2 separate regions of the Danio rerio genome follow, and region 1 is linked to region 2. The links are chromatin contacts, called in public Micro-C maps. All regions are on one chromosome and are shown on one strand. The core of a region is the stretch at or near the end of the contact, and the rest is flanking DNA. Distances in the headings are between cores, read along the strand shown. Region 1 holds the start of si:dkey-240h12.4. Region 2 overlaps tpm3 (tropomyosin 3).

What was found. Hi-C and Micro-C count contacts between places; a contact is called where the count stands out from the background.
Region 1: a Micro-C map of caudal fin shows a contact between it and region 2, with 2.7 times the contacts expected there. The contact joins the promoter of si:dkey-240h12.4 here to the enhancer-like site in region 2. A contact is called at or near these places in 3 of 18 Hi-C or Micro-C datasets (caudal fin, hematopoietic stem cells and an unstated tissue) and 3 of 4 datasets of contacts at active chromatin or transcription factors (caudal fin, embryo and gastrula embryo).

Annotation. Positions count from the first base shown.
Region 1 is chr19:12,302,826-12,309,803 of GRCz12tu, forward strand. si:dkey-240h12.4 reads right to left here and starts at 5,414. Exons shown (of 12, transcript XM_678062.10): 1 at 5,322-5,414.
Region 2 is chr19:12,118,548-12,126,251 of GRCz12tu, forward strand. All of the region lies in intron 2 of tpm3 (tropomyosin 3), which reads right to left. Among named protein-coding and RNA genes, the nearest start is that of tpm3, 8.2 kb to the right of the region's middle. Within about 2 kb of position 1,649, at least 27 of the 62 cell types and tissues checked have an H3K27ac peak or open chromatin away from gene starts, as enhancers often do. A contact at or near this core is called in caudal fin, where this site is marked.

The DNA of each region.
Region 1 (6,978 bases), core at 4,164-6,663, 190 kb after region 2:
GGAACTCGAATCAGCAAACTTCTTGCTGTGAGGCGAAAGTGCTAACCACTGAGCCACTGTGTCGCCCTACGAGATTTTATTTTACGCCAATAAATATTGCAATATCAATACAGCCTCACAAGAATTGATTAGCACTATTTGACGATTTTCTGTGGAGTCTAACAGTATTCAGGTAACCGAAATTCAATAATCACAATGCAAAAAAAGCTTTTCTTATGTTGCTTTATCTAATTTCTAGTCCAAATTAAAAAAAAAAAAATCTTAGATTGAGTAAAAATATAGTTTTGTTTTTTTTAATTCAGAAGGAATAATTATAATTATCTTCATAATTGGAAAGAGTTTGACTGGAAAATAAAAATTTGGTTTTTTAGAACACCATTGATGGTTTCAAAATATACTAACCGTCCACAGTCTGAGGAATGCTGGAAGGGTTGCGGGAATGTGGGTAATCACGCACATATATTTTGGGAATGTCCGAAGATACTTGCATTTTGGCAAGGGGTAAAGATTGAGATAATGAAAATTATGCAGATACATCTACCTTTTTACTCCCCTGTTTTTCTTGCTTGAAGGGATACCCCAGGATATATATAATAAAAATCAGAGATATATACTACATATACTTTTACTAAGTGCAAGGAAGACCCTAACAATAAATTGGATAAAGCCACACCCTCCAACAATACTACAGTTGATAGAAAAACTTGAATGTAAATATAGAATGGAGTATATGACTGCTCAACTTCAACTAAAACTGGATATTTTTAAACAAACATGGGCACCAGTTACGTTGTATCTAAATAGGACACAGTATTTCTAGCTCCTTTGAAACTGAAAATATTGTATGTTTTTTTTTTTTGTAATTTATTTTTATTTACATCTGCAGTTACTTTTTTTCTGTCGTTTTTTTAAATAATCGCTGCTGTCACTGAATGTTCTGTTCTGTAAAAAGTTTTAATGTATAAAAATAGTAAAAAAAAAAACATTGCATATCCGCTTGTTAAGTGTGATGTCACGCTAAGCGGCTTCCGGGTCCAAGCGCTTCATTCAACTCAATGGGGAGACTCATGAAATGGTAATAATAAATGTTTACAAAGCGATTTAATGCTTTCGAAAATCACGATCGCAGTATATATGTCCATGCCTAATATCCGATGGCCAGAAAGTGATAAATTTTTTTTATAAATTGTAAAATTTTTGGTATTTGTTATGCAGCAAGCCCAGAAATTGTTGTGTACACTATGATTTTATATAAATTAACTTTAATGTGTGACAGGAATAAAACGCGATCATAAACGAATGATTTCTCCACTCAAATGAATGGCGGTTTGGACCAGGAAACAGTATACATACGTCACAAACACGTCACCACTTAACAAGCGGATTTTGCGATGTGACAATTGCAGATGCACACATTGTGATTTTAATGCTAAAACAATATATTGTGCAGCCCCACATATAATAATAATAATAATAATAATAATAATAATAATAATACCCAGACAATGTCCTCATAATCTACAATCACTCAATATGCCAACATGGTTACTAACAACTTTCCAGCATTGTGCAGTTTTGCACAGACACTAACCAAACTTCTTTAGAAAAAAAGATCTAAATATGTGACCATGTGTTTTGATGACAATCTAACAGGTTTTACAGTATCTGGAAATAGCCAGTCAGGCCAGAATAAAAAGAAAAAGAAAAAACCTTCAAGGAAGTGTCTTTGGATTTAAAAAAAAAACCCAAACAAACTTTTTATACATAACATCAGAGATTCAATCGAACATTTGTTTCTAGAGAACACAAGCCACACACATGCATGCAATCACAACAAACATCATGTTCCTAAATCCATCTGCATTGCTCTGCGACAATAAGGGCAACAGTACTTATTTCTATGTGCCGAACTGAAGCGCACCGGGCATATAAAGGGTGTTTAGAGAGCATCCCATTGTTTAAAGTGCATGTCAATTGTGCTTAGAAAGAAAAGAGATAGAAGAGCTGCATCAATCAACAGTTCTTTTCCAAAATAACCCCACCCATCTCACTTCAGCTTCCTACAGCAACATACCAGGAAAGCAGCCACAGAGCAGAACAATAGTGCTCATTGCAAAATAAAAAACTCCCCTTTAGCTTCACTGGAACAACAGTCATTCAGCTGCTTCAGATTACACAGGACGCTTGTAAAACTATGCTGAACAATTAGTTGCAGATTGTATTTGAATGAAATCATTATGGCATTGTGAAATATCTTACGCATTTACTGTACACTATGGCTTCTCTTTCCTCATAAGTTGCATGTCAGTTGTATATGTCATAAGTTACGCTACTTTATTGTGTAAACTCAGCTCAAAAATGTGACTGACAGCCTGTGGTTTGATGAGTGTAAATCCTGAAATTTGAGCACAGGCATGCTTTTCTTCCTTTCTATACAAGATCAAAGAAACATTGAAGATCTGCAGAGGATCCAATCTGCTACCATAAACAACCAAAATAACGATCTCATCCTTGATTAAGATCAAAGTCCCAGTGCGTCCGATTCTCCCCTGCAATAACATGGTAAACAAGAGGAAATACTGCAAAGAAGGGAACAAGGAAAATATCCTCTACACATTCCAGAAAAAAGTAACAGAATTAGATAATATTATTGACATCACAGCAGTAGATCATACGAATATGTCAATGGTAATATAGTGTCTTGCTAAATTTAAACTGATAAGACTACATTTTTAATCATAATTTGCACATGAAACAAACTATATTGGCATTCAGTGCAGCATTGTTTTTTAATTGAATTTAATTTGATTAATCTGAAGACATGAGTGATGATAATGATATGTACAGGGAACATTGAGAGTTATATGCTCAAGCAAATATGCTGGTGAGAAAGTTTTATTTGTGTCCGGAGCAGGTTAAGGTAAACCTCTTTTGAACTTATTGCAGTTCTTTATACACAGCTTCTTTTTGGTATAATTTTAAAAAAGAGAGCTGCAGGATGCATACAATGACTGTATGAGGATTCTTCTTTAAAAACAGAGATGGTGTTGTGCAAGTGAATTACTTTTTGAGTTAAGAGTTTGATCATTTTTTGCTTTGATGAGAATTTTGATCTATAAGTTTGTCTGTCGATTGGAGAATTCTCAAAATAAAATTTTGATGTTGTTGATAAATTCTAGGCCTACTGAAGTGCGTTTCAGTCACCTTTGATGAAATATAGGCAAAACTGTCTTTTTAGGGTATTTTGTGTGGTTTGTATTGTTTTGTCTGTCTTTTGTACAATTGGACGTAGTGTTTGGAATAAAGAAAATTAATTTAATTGACAACAGAACAAACAATTGTTGTCCAATAATTTGCCTAGTAACCCTAACTAAGTTAACCCTTTAAACTGGACTTTAAGATGACAACTCATCCCCCTGCATTATTAGCCCCTTTGTTTATTTTTTTCCCCCAATTTCCATTTAACTGAGAAATTTTTTCAACATAATTGTTCTAATAACTCATTTCTAATAACTGATTTATTTTATCTTTGCCATGATGACAGTAAGTAATATTCGACAAGATCTCTTTCAACACATGTCTATACAGCTTAAAGTGACATTTAAAGGTTTAACTAGGTTAATTAGGTTAACTAGGCAGGTTAGGGTAATTAGGCAAGTTACTGTATAACTATGGTTTGTTCTGTAGACTATCTAAAAATATATAGCTTAAAGGGGTTAATAGTTTTGACATTAAAATGGTGCTTAAAAAAATAAAAACTGCTTTTATTCAGGCCAAAATAAAACAAATAGACTTTCTCCAGAAGAAAAAATATTATCAGACATACTGTGAAAATTTCTTTGCTCTGTTAAACATAATTTGGGAAACATTTAAAAAAAAAAAAAAAAATCAAAGGGGGGCTAATAATAGACTTCAACTGTATATATAGTAATACATTATGTACATTCATCACGGCAAATACAATTGAAATTAGTTATTAAAACTGTTATTATTAAAACTATTAACTATTTTAAAATGAGTTTTTTTTTTATCTCTGTTAAACAGCATGTGAGAAATATAAAATAAAAGAATGACAAATTTACAAGAGGGCTAATAATTTTGTCTTCAATTGTATATAAGTAATAGATAAGCTGTTTTATTTTCACATACATGTGTTGCGCATCATGGAGCAATGTTTCTCCCATATTTTCACTTTTATATCTTGTCATAAAATATTAAAATATTCAATTATATGATAAATCAAAATATTAAAGCAGACACTAATCGCAATATGCTTTCTTTGCATATAAAACACTTTTGTAAATTTAATTCATTAAAGAATTATTAGCTAACAAGTAAACCAATCCACTGTCAAGATTTCTTGATTTTATTGTTTTTTAATGAATTTAATAATCTCATAGTGTCTAAAATCTCATTTAAGCAACAATCTGAATATGTGCAACCTGATGCAGATACTGTGAATGCTGTTTGAGCCATGTTAAATCTGGTACACAGATTTTTGGAAAAGATATAATAACAGGATTAAACATGCAATGCAATCAGCATTATTGGAACAAAGTTGTTGGAACAAAATAAACTTTTCTTGTCTTTTAACAAAAAATGCAGAGGAAAATCAGGTCTTGTTTTCCCTCAGGGTCTGGGTGGTTTCCTGACAGACCCTTCACCCTTTTAACTTAGATCCAGATAACCACCAAAATATCTCAACTTGGTTTGGGACGATGTGCTTTTCTCATATGTTCATATGTTATACATGCTGTCTATGCCTACATAAAATGAGTGACAGAAAACTAGTTTTAAAACTAAGTTACCAAGTTTTTAAATGGCATGGTTTCAAACTGAAGCAGAAGGATTTTAACTAATGCTGATAGCGAATGAGAATGAGAGAAAGTGAATGTCGCAACTCTTCTTACCTTGTTCGTCATGCTGCCTTGGTGTGAGAACACCAAAAAAAAAACACAATTTCCACACGGAAAGCCAGAAAACAACGCAAAATTTACACGTTTAACCACGACATACGTCTGTAAACTCTGAGCAGAAAAAGACCGAAACCTGCGTGTGGAAACTTGTTCGTGTCTCATTCTCGCGCGTCGTGTCTGTTCAATATTCCGCTGTGAGTGAATCTCTCGTGCACCTACGTAGTCTGTCACGACCAGTGAGAATACATTAAATAACCCACACACCCTTGGTTTAGCACTATAACTTCTGTTATTCACTGCGACATGTTCAACATTCATGTTTATTTGCTTTCACACAGGACAGTCTATTTCTTATCAAACCCTCTACAAACTGAATAATCGGTTAATTTGAGTGACGTAACATACCTGGCATAGATCTGTCATGAAGCCGCGTCGTGTCTGATCTGCGGTCGGTGTTTCCTCCGAAGCTCCGCTCGCTGCGGACGCTCGTACTCAAATGAGGAAACGCTGCTGTTGACCATGTAGTGCAGTGCCCTGTGTGGCAAGCCGATTTAACACCATCCCACTACTACACATCTAAAAACCTGCCTACTGCTTTTTATTATTACTGATCTGATGATGTGCTGCTCATTTTATTTTATTTTATTTTATTTTATTTTATTTTATTTCATTTTATTTTATTTTATTTTATTTTATTTTATTTTATTTTATTTTATTTTATTGTAAACAATCAAACAATAATAATAATGATTTATTTGTTTATATGTCATCAGTTTTTCTTAAAAATAAACTCTTAAGAGTTACAAAAGAGGGGTTTCCCAGTGATACTAGGCAAACTTTACAACTGGGTTTCATCAATGTTAAACAATGTGTACAACATTTATTAATCAAAGCTGTTAACATTTTTCATGCAATGTGAGATCATATGAACTATCAATGAACAGTTTTATTTTTATTAATGTTAATAAAGATGATTAATTGCATAAATTTATAGTTTGTTCATGTTGGTAAATATTATCTTATTGTAAATAGAAGAATGATTGGTGTTTCCCAAATAACCTTTGAGTCAACAGTTCCAAGAACCATTTATTTTTTAGTGTGCGTGGAGAACATTTTAGTCATCTAACAATCTTTGTTTAATGAAAATGTTCTGGGTATAGTAAAAGTTATTTATGGAATTGATTATATATATATATATATATATATATATATATATATATATATATATATATATATATATATATATATATATATGCTGCTAGACAGACAGACAGACAGACAGGCAGGCAGGCAGGCAGGCAGGCAGGCAGGCAGATAGATAGATAGATAGATAGATAGATAGATAGATGATAGATAGATAGATAGATAGATAGATAGATAGATAGATAGATAGATAGATAGATAGATAGATAGATAGATAGATAGATAGATAGATAGATAGATAGATAGATAGATAGATAGATAGATAGATAGATAGATACTAGTCTAATCATTTTAGAAACTTTATTTTATTTTATTTTATTTATTTGTTTATTTGGCAGGGACAGTGTACAATTATTAGCATTTCTGCCAATGCACCAGAGTTAGCCCGAAGGCTATTTTTGATTTGTTGTCCCTGAACAACCTAAAAAAACAATACAAGAATTATACAACCAATCAAACATAGTTAAAAAGTACTAAAACAGACATGGTTATTTAGATTTTTAAAAAGAATATTTACTAGTTAAACTAAAACACCAACATTTTGTAATAGAGATAAAAAAATAGTTGAGACACATTTAAACAACAGATCATTAAGATGTAAGCACAAATGAAAACATGCTAATTTCAATCTAATCGGAATAATGACACGTCTGATTCGCTATAATCCAGATTTTTAAATGTTTTTTAATTATATCAAAGGAGGATTTTAATATACACAACATATATAGGAATTACAATTAAATAATGATTAGTCAATCATGCATTTGGATCAAATGTCAATCAAATGTCAATCATGCATTTGGTTTATAGAAACTGTCTATAAACAGGTGGTTTTGTTTAATAGCTAAAAAATTAGTAC
Region 2 (7,704 bases), core at 399-2,898:
AAGCTGTTTTAAGTCGGTTTCAATTTTCAGGTTTCAGGTTAATTTGGTTCAGCTTAAAATTTTTAGGCAACCAGGATTTTTTTTTACAGTGTATTCATTCGCTTCCAAAGTGTTTTTTTTTTTCTATGGTTGTCAATGGGAAACACTTTTTAACATTCTTCAAAATATCTTCTTTTGTGTTCAACATGAATAAGAAACTCAGAAAGGTTTGGAAAGACGTGAGGATGAGTAAATATTGAGAAAGTTTATAGATTTAGAGTGAACTATGCCTTTTATATGTAAAAAAAAAAAAAAAAAAAAAAAGTAAAAATTCCCCATATATTTTATCCGACACAAATAGTTGATGTCAAAATTATTTGCCCTCCTGTGAAATTTTTTTTTCTTCAAATATTTCCCAGAGCAAGGATTTTTTACAGTATTTCCTATAATTTTTTTTTGTTTTAGAGAAAGTCTTATTTGTTTTATTTTGACTAGAATAAACACAGTTTTTACAAATTTAGTAATTTTAAATATAATATTTCATATTAATATTTAATATCAATATAATATTTTTTATCATAATAGGTAAGAATAGGCACACTGTTTTCAGTAGTAGACACTTTAGCTTTATTTTTTTAAAATTCTATGAATAAAAATTGAATGAATGAATGAATAAAATAATTGAATGTAACTTTTTAATTTACATGAATAAAAAAAACTCAAGGTTTCCAAAGACTTTAGAATGGGTAAATAGTGAGTAAGTTTAAAGTTTTGGGGTGAACTATCCCTTTAATATTTAAAAAATAAAATAAAAAAATCTCCACGTCATTGGACACATACAGTTAGTCAAAATCATTTGCCCTCCTGTGATTTATTTCTTTTCAAATATTTCGCAGAGCAAGGATTTTTATTACAGTATTTCCTATAATATTTTTTCTTTTGAAAAAAGTCTTATTTGTTTTGGCTAGAGGAAATCAGTATTTATTTTTTTCAGATCAATATTATTAACTAATTTGTTATATTAGGCAATGACTTGCCCTAACTTACCTTATTAACCTAGTTAAGCTTTTAAATGTCACTTTAATTATTAGTATCTTGAAAAAGATCTAGTAAAATATTTTTTACTGTCATCATGGCAAAAATAAAAGAAATCATTCATTAGAAATGAGTTATTAAATCTATTATGTTTAGAAATGTGCTGAAAAATCTCCCTGTTAAACAGAAATTGGGGAAAAATATTAAATTCTAATTCTGACTTTGTGACTGAAGGCTTTTGAGAAAGTTCATTATACATTTTACATGGACGTCATAAAAAAAGAATCCAGAGCACAAGCTAAACTCACAGGCCTGAACAAGACTGCTGTTATGCTATCTGTGCTGTAGAATGTGCTGTGTTCATGGTGTCTGTACACAGTAGGCCTAAGGCTATGCTTTCCACAAGCTGATTTTGTAAAGTTTTCACTATTGACAGAGCTCAGTGGTTTAGCATTAAAATCAATGTTAAAGGTAAAGGAATGCTGACTGATCCTGAATCATCTGGCTACAGTCGAGCGCTGTGAAGATCATGTTGCATCATCATTTCCTGTCTCACCCTTCCTGCCTCCCTTCACTAGTCTGGAACATGTTGCAAACTTAAAAGATAACTGTGCTCAGGCCCGTTATCACCTACTGTCACCATCTCACCAGACGAGGGCGCTAGAAGATCTAGATAAACTTGACTGTAATGACTTCAGTCGTGGCGAAGCCCCCTTTTTACCTTTTAAAATAAGCTTCTAAACATGTCTCTTATGTTCAGTACTTAAGAGTAAAGTAATAGTAAAGATTAATGTTGTGATAAATACAATATTTACTCAATAACTATGTTTTGTAGAAATGTAACCTATTCTTCAGTGTCACATGATCTTTTTAAAGTCATTATAATATGCTACTTTCTCATTATATCCCCCTTTTGCTTAAAATTTTGAGGAAATTATTTATATATGTTTGTATTTATTATTTTTGTTACAAATATAAAATAATGTTAATAAAAATGTCATAAGTACAAATAAACATTTTGCTGAATCTACTGGTAAAGATGTGCAAGCCATAATTAATTTTTTATATATTTATTTTTACCTGACATGAAACTCTGTTTATTATTATTATTTTTAAACTGAAATAAATATTCACATATATAGACAAATATGGAGATTTTTTCAGCACATTTCTAAACATAATAGTTTCAATAACTCTTTTGTAATAACTGATTTATTTTAGTTTTGCCATGATTACAGTACATAATATTCGACTAGATAGTTTTCAAGATTCTAATAGTTAGATCAAAGTGGCATTTAAAGGCTTAACTAGGTTAATTAGGTTGACTGGGCAGGTTAGGGTAGTTAGGCAAGTTTTTGTATTATGATGGTTTGTTCTGTAGACTATCTAAAAAATATATAGCTTAAAGGGGCTAATAATTTTGACCCTAAAATGTTAAAAACTGCTTTTATTCTAGCCGAAATAAAACAAATAAGACTTTCTCGAGAAGAAAAAATATTATCAGACATACTGTGAAAATTTCCTTGCTCTGTTTTACATCATTTTGGGAAAATTTAAACAACAGAGAAGGAAAATTATTCTGTTCATCAAAACAGCATTTATTAAATGTAAAAAATATATTAAATTGTTAATTACTTATTAATTAAATATTTATTTATTACATATAGTTTAAAATTAAATAATTACTCCAGTCATTATTGTTTTTATTACTATTACCATTAATATTAAATATTTTGTATTAAATAATAATAATAATAGTAATAATTAATATAAGTGATTTCTGAAGGATCATGTGACTGAAGTCTGGAGTAATGAAGCTGAAAATTCACCTTTAAAATAATTGGAATAAATTATTAAATTAAATGATTTATTAAAAATAAATTACTTTATTTTACAGTTATGTTATAGTGCAATCACATTTCACAATTTTACAAATTTTACTGTATTTTTGATTAAATAAATGCCGCCTTAGTGAGCATAATAAGCTTATTCTAAAACATGTAAAAATCTTACCCCAAATTTTGATCGGTCATAAAAGAATATATATATATATATATATATATATATATATATATATATATATATATATATATATATATATATATATACATACAGTTGAAGTCAGAATTATTACCCTCCTTTGAATATTTTTTACTGTCATCATGGCAAAGATAAAATAAATCAGTTATTAGAAATGAGTTATTAAAGCTATTATGTTTAGAAATGTGCTGAAAAAAATATTCTCTATGTTAAACAGAAATTGGGGAAAAAAAAACAGGGGGGCTAATAATTCTGACTTCAACTGTATATATATATATATAAATATATATATATATATATATATATATATATATATATATATATATATATATATATGTTGTTATTTGTTTTTTTTTTCGGCTAGAATAAAAGCAGTTTTTAATTTTATTAGCTAAAATAATTTGAGCTATAATTTTAAATAAGATTAAAGTGTATGTTTATCATTACAGCAAGATTTAATGATTTTGTTATGTTAAATCAATCATCACATTGTTAAAAACAACCGTGTAGTTTCAACTTTTTAAATTCAATTTGGTGCAATTAATGAGTTACGTGTGACAGCAAGTGCAGAGATGCTCATGTGCATCCGTTCATATTGGCTGATCGGAAGCTTATATCTTGAATGATCTGTTGACATTACAGGTTATAGGTGACAAGGCGCATGGTTTTACACTCTGACCTCCAAGACACACTCACATAAACACTTGCTGACTTAAACCAACATGATAGGACCCCATGACCCTCTCAAAGCAGCTGAGGAAGGATTTAATCTTTTAAAAGACTCCAAGAACTGTGACAGCATTCTTACTATTTCAGTTACATTTTTCCCAGAAAGCTTTTTACTGACCTTTCACGTTTTCACCATTACTGTCAGTCAGCTCTGCTCAGAGCTCTATTTAAAGGATCCACCCTCAGATTCAAACCGGATCACTGTGTCTAGTCTGCCTGTCTGTCAAGCTCACACTGCATGACAATGAATGACTAATTAGACCCCACGTTAGCTCTAAATCCAGTTGGGTTTACAGCTAAACTCTTTTTTTTTTTTTTGTTACTGTTATGCGTGTTATGTTACTGGTGAAGTTTTGACTCAAGGTTGGGGTGAAAATAGATTTTGAAGCGACAGCTGTGATGAAGGCAACCCACACTCACCCTCTCTTTAAAGCTACTGTTCTCATGTTGCTTGTTTGAATAGGGGTTGCCAGATTCAAATCAATAAATCCTGCTCACATTACAACTTTAAAGATTGTCTTAAAGGTTCTAAGGTGAAAATCTTTTTCAGGATAGAAAAGGAATAGTTCACCCCAGAGTTTAAGTTCTGCCATTTTCTTGTTCAAAACATATTTGAGTTTCTTTTTTGTGTTGAACACGAAAGAAGATATTTTGAAGAATGCTCGTAGTTGGAACCCATTGACTTTCATAGCATCTTTTTTCCTACTATGAAAGTCGATGGATATCAGCAATCAGAATTCTTCAATATAGTCTTCTTTTGCATATAAAAGAACACTGAAAAAATGATTCAGAAATGATTCCTTGGATTTACTATTTTTTTTTACGTTAAGTGGCTGTAAACAATTTATTTGGGCTGAATTTAAACAAACAAATTAAGTTTGATTTATAATTAAGTCTAAATTGAACACAAATAAATTATTTGCAACAGTTTTGCAGACATCATTTTTTTTTCATTGAAGAAAGAAAGTCTTAACTCATTTAAAACAGTTCAAAGAAGAATAAACGATAAAGTAAGTTTCATTTTTGGTTGAACTATCCATTTAAGGTCAAAGAGAGATGGTCTTGTGGTCTGCCAAACCAACTGATTTAGATGGTCAGCAAATAGTTTTTTTTTTTAAATCTGAATGCTGTCTCGTAACCCAGCCTGGCCAGTTTAAGTCATTTATGCTTTATGTATTATGTTCTAATTTAGTTCTAGACAATGTAGAACACACACACACCCTTTAAAGCCTGTGGTATTCACTCCATGAACGACACGAAGGCCGAACTTTATGACAACAGGTGCGCCTGCTATATCCAGACCCAGAACAAAAGGACAATGACAGGCAATAGATAGAAATACTTTGTGTAACGGGGTGACTGTGATGCACAGTCTTAGTTTAGCACGTCAAAGAGAGAGTCCAGTTACACAATGGAATTTAACAATGAAGTGATTTGAAATAAATCCCTGAAGAAAAAATGGAAAAAGATAAAGGCTATTGTTTTTCGAAAAAAAAAAAAAAACACCAAAATGTGACTATCTAAGAAATTCAACACTCACATAAGGGTTTAAACTTCAAGCAAGTGTCTGTTCATGTCTGGAATGTTCTTTCTTGCTGCGTTCCTCTCACAAACACTGATTTACAGTCCTGCTTCTACATCAGCAGTCTCAAGGTAGCAATTTTCTCACAGAGGTCTGCAGGCAATCACCCACGCTTTTGCCACCTCTTGTAAGTTGCAGCCTTTTAAACTATATTTAATCAATGTACATTAATGTACAGAGCAATCCAAAAATGTTCGAGCAGTGAAATTGAATTATCAACAGAAATTACTTACAAAGTTTTTTTTTAGTTCAAATCATTTGTAAAAGTCGGATATTCTTTGGCCGTATCAACAGCATGCAGCCCTTTCAGTGTGATCTGATTGTGAAAGAATTATTCTCACAATCAATTGAGCACGTGTCTTGAAAAGTGAGGCCAGATAACATTAATTCAATAATAAACAATTTGATTCAACATGATGACTCAGTTGGCATTTCTGCGTGGATGCTGGCAAAATATGCGTCTGACCAGTGAGCGTGAATGCTAACATGCTAAAATTCTAACATGACTAAGAAGTGTTTTATAAGGAAAAGCTCATTATATATGTTAGCATTTTAGCATGTTAGCATTCTTGCTAACTGGTCAGGCACATATGTCGTGGCATCTGTACTTGCTGGATGCATAATGGTTATGAGAGTCGCATATTTTGCTTTAAAATGAAAATGAACTAGTGTTAACGCAGCTTCAGGTTTTAGACCCCAGATTCAAAAGATGCTAGCCGGACACATTTTAGCTTTACTTTTCTACTCTGAAAGGAAGTTTAAAATTGTCGTCCATCTTTTTTTGCACAGTCTATCCTCACAAATAGTTTTTTTTTTCAGTGAATTAACAAAATAAAGGACAACTATTTTGTAGATTTCTGAACGAATGACTCAAATAAGTTGGTTCTGTTTTATAATTCAAACATATACAAAAACTAACTGTGGCTGCATCTGAAATCACATACTTCCATACTATATAGTATGTTAAAAACAGAATGCGATCCGAGTAGTATGTCCAAAGTCACCTACTACTTTTGGCAAGACTCTAAAGTGTGCATCTGATGGACGCTATGCTATCACATTATGCCATGCGAGCGAATTCATCAATGGGAGTGAAGTGACACAGTACATACTTTTATAACAGTCATGTAGTAAATTCAAATGTAGTACATACTCGAATAGTAGGCGATTTCAGACACAGCCTCAGATTTGAAAGTGTGTTTGCATTCAAAATATTCATTTATTCATTTTCTTATCGGCTCAGTCCCTTTATTAATCTGGGGTCGCCACAGCGGAATGAACCGCCAACTTATCCAGCTTGTTTTTACGCAGCGGATGCCCTTCCAGCCGCAACCCATCTCAGGGAAACATCCACACACACACACTCATACACTACGGACAATTTAGCCTACCCAATTCACCTGTACCGTATGTCTTTGGACTTTGGGAGAAACCGGAGCACCCGGAGGAAACCCACGCGAATGCAGGGAGAACATGCAAACTCCACACAGAAACGCCAACTGAGCCGAGGTTCGAACCAGCGACCTTCTTGCTGTGAGGCGACAGCACTACCTACTGCGCCACTGCATCGCCCATTCAAAATATTTAAATTAAAAAAATTTATTTAGTAGCGCCACAACATTGTGACTGAATCTACTGTACAAAGTATAAAACACACTACAAGCATATTTTAATTCCTAAATTATGGTTATTTTGATTCTGCCCTTTTTATGTAACTGATAACATGCAGTATAGTAGGATTCTAAATAACCGACTCTATTTTAGTGAATCAAACATAGACAACTGAACTTACACTGACTTATATGGTTACTGTCGGGCTGATTGCTTAACATATAGCACAACCAGTGTAGCACATAGCTATGGTTCTAGAATGAATGATTGTAATGTGTTGATAATTTGTATTAAATCAAACACAAATAACTGTGATCATTGAATTGCTTGTCACTGCGCAGGTAGCAAAGAATTCTGGCCCAGATTTGGCATAAAGCTGGGACAGCAGGTATTCATCAGGCACTGGCAGACAGCATGTGAGCCAAACATGGCCCAGGCTTGGCAGAGGTGGCACCGACTTAAAGGTGGCACACAAGACTTGGGCCAGATATCAAATTCATTAATGGCACAGATGTTAAAATCTATATGTGGACCAAGTAAGTCTGTCCTATCTTGTCCCACTTTTAAAATACAATTAAATTATTTATAAAGTAAAGAAAAAAATCTACCAATCAGGTTGTTTCGAGAAAAAGTACGCCCATAGTGCACCTAAACACATATTGCAAACAGACTTGGCCCAAATGTGGCCTTATTAAGGCACTGCTGGCGTGTTGCCGGCACTAGCATGC